2 separate regions of the Mus musculus genome follow, and region 1 is linked to region 2. Evidence: chromatin contacts called from public promoter capture Hi-C data. All regions are on one chromosome and are shown on one strand. The core of a region is the stretch at or near the end of the contact, and the rest is flanking DNA. Distances in the headings are between cores, read along the strand shown. Region 1 overlaps Abcd3 (ATP-binding cassette, sub-family D (ALD), member 3). Region 2 holds the start of A730020M07Rik (RIKEN cDNA A730020M07 gene).

Evidence for each region. Promoter capture Hi-C pulls out the DNA fragments that hold promoters and counts their contacts.
Region 1: a contact with region 2 is called in a promoter capture Hi-C map of the 3T3-L1 cell line, with 5 times the contacts expected there. The contact joins the enhancer-like site here to the promoter of A730020M07Rik in region 2. A contact is called at or near these places in 5 of 39 promoter capture datasets (the 3T3-L1 cell line, 3T3-L1-derived adipocytes, cranial neural crest and 2 more), 1 of 15 datasets of contacts at CTCF or cohesin (the NIH/3T3 cell line), 15 of 484 Hi-C or Micro-C datasets (3T3-L1-derived adipocytes, the HL-1 cell line, Sertoli cells and 12 more) and 4 of 115 datasets of contacts at active chromatin or transcription factors (astrocytes, cardiomyocytes, neural progenitor cells and 1 more).

What each region holds. Positions count from the first base shown.
Region 1 is chr3:121,760,781-121,763,755 of GRCm38.p6, forward strand. Abcd3 (ATP-binding cassette, sub-family D (ALD), member 3) reads right to left here. Exons shown (of 23, transcript NM_008991.3): 22 at 635-691. Among named protein-coding and RNA genes, the nearest start is that of F3, 39 kb to the left of the region's middle. Within about 2 kb of position 1,496, at least 19 of the 459 cell types and tissues checked have an H3K27ac peak or open chromatin away from gene starts, as enhancers often do.
Region 2 is chr3:121,644,990-121,648,196 of GRCm38.p6, forward strand. A730020M07Rik (RIKEN cDNA A730020M07 gene) reads right to left here and starts at 1,464. Exons shown (of 3, transcript NR_036458.1): 1 at 1,393-1,464.

The DNA of each region.
Region 1 (2,975 bases), core at 246-2,745, 120 kb after region 2:
GGGGGAGGGTAGGAGAGGGGAGGGAGGGAATAGCAAAGTTTGAAAAGGAAAGATAAGAGAATCAGAGAGAAGAAAAGAGCTCTATTCTCGACATTCCCCCACTAACCTTGAGGACACTACCCAGAATCTATAGCACTTCCTGTACTACTTCGAACTTCAGCACGGTGTCTGGTAAGTGGCTGGGACTATCTAACAGATCCTATTTTATTATACTACAAACATGGCTGGCATTATGCTATCTTTCCCTTATAGTCCTGACCGCTACTGAAAATGCTAACAAAATTTTGCCATCTAATTGTTAAGACTTTCTGCTCTTCTGTCAAACCTGAATGGTAACGACACAGCTCATTTACCCATCGCTATTACACAGCAGTCACTTATGACACTAGAGACCTAACTGCTCTCTAATCTCAGTAGAGCTAGAGATTGTTATATACATTCTCGCTTCCAAAACTGACAACAATAATACCAAATCAAGTCCCACTGTATACTGTAAAGCTCAAACCACCCTTTTCCATAAAATGTATGCCCACATGGTGACGTGACCATGAAATCTAAAATCAGTCAACAAAATTCACATATTTACATAAGATTCATAAAATTCATCACTCCGTACAAGGGAAGAAATACAAACCTCGTGGTGCTTCCAAAGGGACTTTCTGTGTGAAACGGTAAAGAGGGTGATGCCAACCTAATTCAAAGATTCAAAGAGAGGGTTATGTCACATCGGGATGGCAAGCCGCAAACACATGCTTCTAAGTTCTTAGATACCACGTTCAGTGGCTACAGTGAAGAATTAACGATAAAACATACCCTACATTTGATTTATTATGAAATGGTAAGATACGGACAGCAAAAGATTAAAGTCAGGAAGTCACTGCTTCCAGATGTGCAGTTCCCTACTGTAGTCTCATCTTGGAATTATGTCTTGGGGTTCAGAGTTGGGAGTAATTATTCCATTGCTTCTAGAAGGTTCTAAGCAGAATTCTGCATGTGTCTTCAGTAATGTATACAAATACTGACGCAAATGAGACAAAAAGTTGTAAAAAAAAATCTTCAAAGTTTGGATTAGGTTTTGCTACCCAATAAGCTTACTATAAAACATAATAAAAATATTTCAGTCTTGGTCCAGAATTTCTAACACAGTTCAGATTTTTAGATTTTTGAAGAAACATCACTGTAGTTGTTCTGGATCAGTGGTTCTCAACTGAATGGCAAGCTTTTACATATATATATATATATATATATATATATATATATTATATGTATAATATAATATATATTTACACATATATATATTATATGTAATATATTATATGTATATATACATCTATATATACATCTATAAAATATATATAATATCTGGTGGGCATTCTGGTAATGACTGAAGACTTTTTTTTTTTTTTTTTTTTGGTATGCTGAGAACAATACTGCCATCTAACGGACAGCACTAAAAGTGCTGCTAAACACAGTCCTAAGGCCCAGGAGAGTCCTAGCCACTGCCTAGGAGTTACCCAGCCAACACAGATGACTGGGAGGACACTGCCTTAGATCCTCAACACACACCTCTCACCTTTGGGAGAATCAGCAAACCTTCACCATGATTTTTTAGTTTCATTGTATTATTTATTTTTTTCTCAGCACTTTTTTTATTGGCTATTTTATTTACGTTTCAAATGTTATCCCCTTTCCAGGTCTCCCCTCTGGGAACCCCTATCCCTCCCCCTCCCCCTTTCATTTTATTTTTTAAAAGGATTTATTTATTTTTATTTTATGTGTGTGACTGCTTAGCCTGCATGTAGCCTCCAGTGCCCTTGGCGGCTAGAAGAGGGTGTGAGATCCTTTGGAACTGGAATTAAAGGCAGTTGTGAAACACCATGTGGATTCTGTGAACTGAACCCAGGTCCTCTTGTAGAACTGTAAGGGCTTTGAACCAATGAGTCATCTCTCTAGACCCTAATCTTATTTTCATTTTGATAATACTCTTAAAAGATTAGCCTAAGTAAATTCTGAAAATTTCTGTCACGAAATTTTATGACTAAATTATTCTGCTGGCACCAAGTAGTACCACTTAAACTGTGCCACAAGTTTGGCTGCCAATGTGCAAATTAGGAGCTGCATAAGAAGATATGCACATTATCAGCTTTCATATTTCAACTGTATCAAAAGCCTACTGAGACTTTTTTTTTTCTATTCCTGATGTTTTAATTGGATTAGGGTAGGCATAGTGTGTATTAGAATTACTTAGGCCAAAATACAAAAGTAAAATCTAAATGGTAAGATCCAAACACCGGATGCTCGTGGCTTGGATTCGGCAAAGCAGCCACCGTTCTCTTTAATGTCATTGAGCTCAAGTGCTGCTTTATGTCATTTGTAAATTTACAGTTTGGTAGTTAGAAAAAGGTCTTGGGCTTGCAAGAAGCCCTAGTGGGCAAGACACTTGCCACCACGGCTGACAATCTGAATCAATTCCTGGACTGACGTGGTGGAGAACTGCCTCCTACAGCTGTCCCCTGACCTACATGAGCGCCATGCATGCAACAGGTTCCAAAGCAACAGTTTTTAAAGGTTCTAAACTTAAGGGCCCAGCCCTCTTCCTCATAGCCAGTACAATGTTAAATGACCATCAAAGGCTCAGGTAAGTTCTCTTCCCTCAAGTGGAATGTATCTTACAGAGCCACACATCTTAAAATCAAAAAAGGCAACAACATAGAATTGTCAGGGAGAAGCCTTCAAGCCAAATCCAGTCTATATGACCTTATGCATGGAAACACTGCAGACATCTCTAAGCCTAGAAAACTGGAAACCACATACAAATTACTAAAGAGGACTCAAGAAGAGAAACAAGCCATTAAAGAAATACAATCCCAGTTCAATCAACAATCTTCCAGTGGAGAAGACCCTTGCGGACCCTCTCGACAGCACACCACACGTCATCCTTTCACACACCTGAGTTACGTGACAGTTTGTTAATA
Region 2 (3,207 bases), core at 214-2,713:
GCGTATATGAGAGTCTCCCCAAATCCCACCTTCCAGTTACTGCCAACTTAGCTTATTTCAGAGAGAGACCAAAGGCCCCCATAGGTAGCTCCTCGCTAATTCTCAGCACCATTTAGAATCCATTGGCACATGCATCATTCATTGCTTCTGTTTCTGCACTTGTACAATTCACCACTTAAACCCTTCAGTGTAAGCTCCTCGTTTGTAGAATTCTGAAGGTGGCTCCACAGAGGCCCTTCCTGATGACCTCTTGACTTTGTTCTGCCACCTCCCTCTCCCTCTCCCTCTCCCTCTCCTCTCCCTCCCCCTCCCCTCCCCCTCCCCCTTCCTCTCCCTCCCCCTCTCTCAGCCTTGGCTATCTTCTCTTCTTCCCCAAGAAGACATCTCCTCAATCCTAGCCTTGAGCAGGCCCCGCATCCCTGTTTCCATCAGACACACTCTTAGCAATTTTGAAATTTCTAAAGGGCTTATATAATCACAGCAAAGTGATTGATTGTATAAACCAGTAGCTATTTTCTCTCCAGTCCTGAGCATCTGCCCAAGAGGGCAGAGATCTTGACCCCAGGAGCTCAGCACTGTGTCTCGCATATGCAATAAGTTCACAATGAATAGAGAATGGGGGTCACGGCAGGGCAGACTTTCTGGACAACTATGCACTGAATATAGGGAGAGGGCAGCCAAAGGGTGCAACATGGGTGGCTTGTGAGAACAGCCAGAGGACAGGCTGGCAGGCCAACTCCGCAAGGAGGCTGAGACATGATGCATTTCACATAAAGACCTCGGACGGCCCCGCAGCTGGGCTCTGCAGTGTTGAGTGAAGAAGAAACCTACAGCGATTGGCTTTCTGGTTCTGTATTTTTCAGAGTGATTAGAGGGAGGGCAGTTTAGCAGGGAATACAGGGCTGGGTCATAGCTAAGGCGGTAAAGAAGCATTCCCTGACACTTTCCAAAACCTGCTTTTGAAAAAAATGAAAGCCAAAAGAGGCATTGTGCGTTTGTGATCCCAGTTCTGGGAGGCAGCGGCAGGCAAGACACCCGGGCTCCTTGTCCAGCCAGCCTATCCTACTCACCACTGAGGGACATGTGGGTGAGTCTTGAGAAACAACAGGCAATGTTGTCCTCCAGCCTATACATGCATATGCACATATCTGCAAGTAAACTTCACACACACACACACACACACACACACACACACACACACCCCACCATTTGGTCCCTAAGTTCTGGGAATTCCTCATGAAGCACACTGGAGAGGCTAAACTCAACCTTCATACTGCACAGCCCAGGGGCCCCTGGTCTCCTGGGAGCTTTAGGGGGTTTGTAGCTCCTCTGGGGGGCTTCTGATGGTTATGGAGTCAGAGAGAGTTGGATTCATAGCTGTTTCTTACTTACCAGCTGAGAGAACTCAGGAAAATGGCCTTTTTTCCTGAGCTTCAATACTTGCCTCTCGTAATGGTTTAGTTACTGAGTTAGTAGAAATATTAACTGGCCCTAAGTGCATGCCTGCTGGAGCATACGTATGAATAATAGCTAAAGTCACTGGTGGTTAATAACTCAGTTTGACTTTGGTCCTGTGTATGTTGACTTTGTTTTGGTCAAATAATAAGTAAATCATTGTGAAGTCGGCGTTACAGTGAACAGGGAGCTTGTTTCTTAGTCCTCCCATCAAGTTCAGTGTAACTGGGGTGCTGATTCAGGCTCTTTATGGCTGTGATTACCCCCTGTAATCACTACTGCCTTCCTCAGTGGGAAGGGAGGATGTCCCCCATCCTCCTGCCCACAGAAAAGACTGCCCTCAGGTGTAAAGTCCAATTACTGGGCGCAGTTGGGAAGAACACACACAGAGGTGCATTCCTGAGCCCTGAGCGTGGGCCCTTGTTTGTCCTCTCCTTATAAGGAGTGAGTTATCATCAGCCTTGCAGGAAGGTCACGGCTGTTTCTCCCTCCTCAAGTGGCTGAAATCATCCTTCTCCTCGGAGGGGTGGGGTAGTGATTAAGCAGGCTAACCATGCCAGCGCTTTGCTATCCAAGTATGAGGATGTTTACAGACCTTGTGACAGAGGTGGGGATTTTGTCTGATCCTGGGGACTCCCAGAAGACACACCAGAGAGTCCCCCACCACTCATCCAATAGTGGAAGATCAGCTACAAAGGCCCTTTCACCAGCTTGTGGCCATAAAAGTTGGCCTGGTAGGAAGAGCTGGAGCCCTAACATCTTTAAGGGTTGAGGGCTGTGCCTAGTTTCTGGCCACATCCTCTGTATCTTAAAGGGAACAGACCATGCCAGTTGTTCACACTGCCAGGATGCTTTGCCTCCCTACTGTCTAGAAGCACCACTCATGAGAACCTTCTGTGAATGTGATGGAAAATAAAGCCTGACTCCTTTAAGATGTTTCAGGCAGTGTTTTGCCACAGAGATGAGAAGGGTACTTAAACAGACTGCTTGCCTTTCTTTGACATTTATTATTAATTGTTGCAAAGCAAATAAAGACAACAGGCCTGGGGGCACAGCGATGAATCCTGGCTTTGGATGGGATAGTGTCTCCCAAAACCTCCCATCCAGTGCAACCATACTGAAAAGTGGTAGGTATTCAGGAAGTGGGGCGTAGAGGATTAGAACTAGAGGAAGCAGAGAATCTTCAACAAGAGTGACTTGCTGTGCAGAGGCGAGTGTGAACCCCATGTGAGCTCTCACGGCTTCTCTCATGGCTTGATCCTCTCTGCACACACTACTACTGCTGCTCCCACACACTCTTCTAACCAGAGGTGTCACTTATCACTGAATGACTTAGCCAGAAGGCCCTCCCCAGAGGCAAACACATAGAACTGCTTGTCCTAGGATTTCCAGTCTTCCAAACTCTGAGCTAACTAGACCCCTTTTGCTTCTAAAGGTTTTCAGCATCAGGTGTCTTGTCATAGCAGCATAAAACAAATCTTTGCTTTTCACCCCCACAGATACAAGCTAAGTCAGGATAACTTGTCCGAACAGCAAATTGGTAATATTGCGTATGTTGGTAAGTATATAGCATATAGTAATGGGTACTCTAATTCTTTGCCTTTCTTCTAGTCCTTTGAGATCTGAGGGGGATAAGAACACCATTGGGCAAAGCCTGTGCTGTTCTGACCACAGGGAGTGCTCCCAGGAGACCTTGTACTGGTGTCTGAGTACAGCCCAACTGGGAGCTGAGGGGTGCTCAAGGATGCTGAT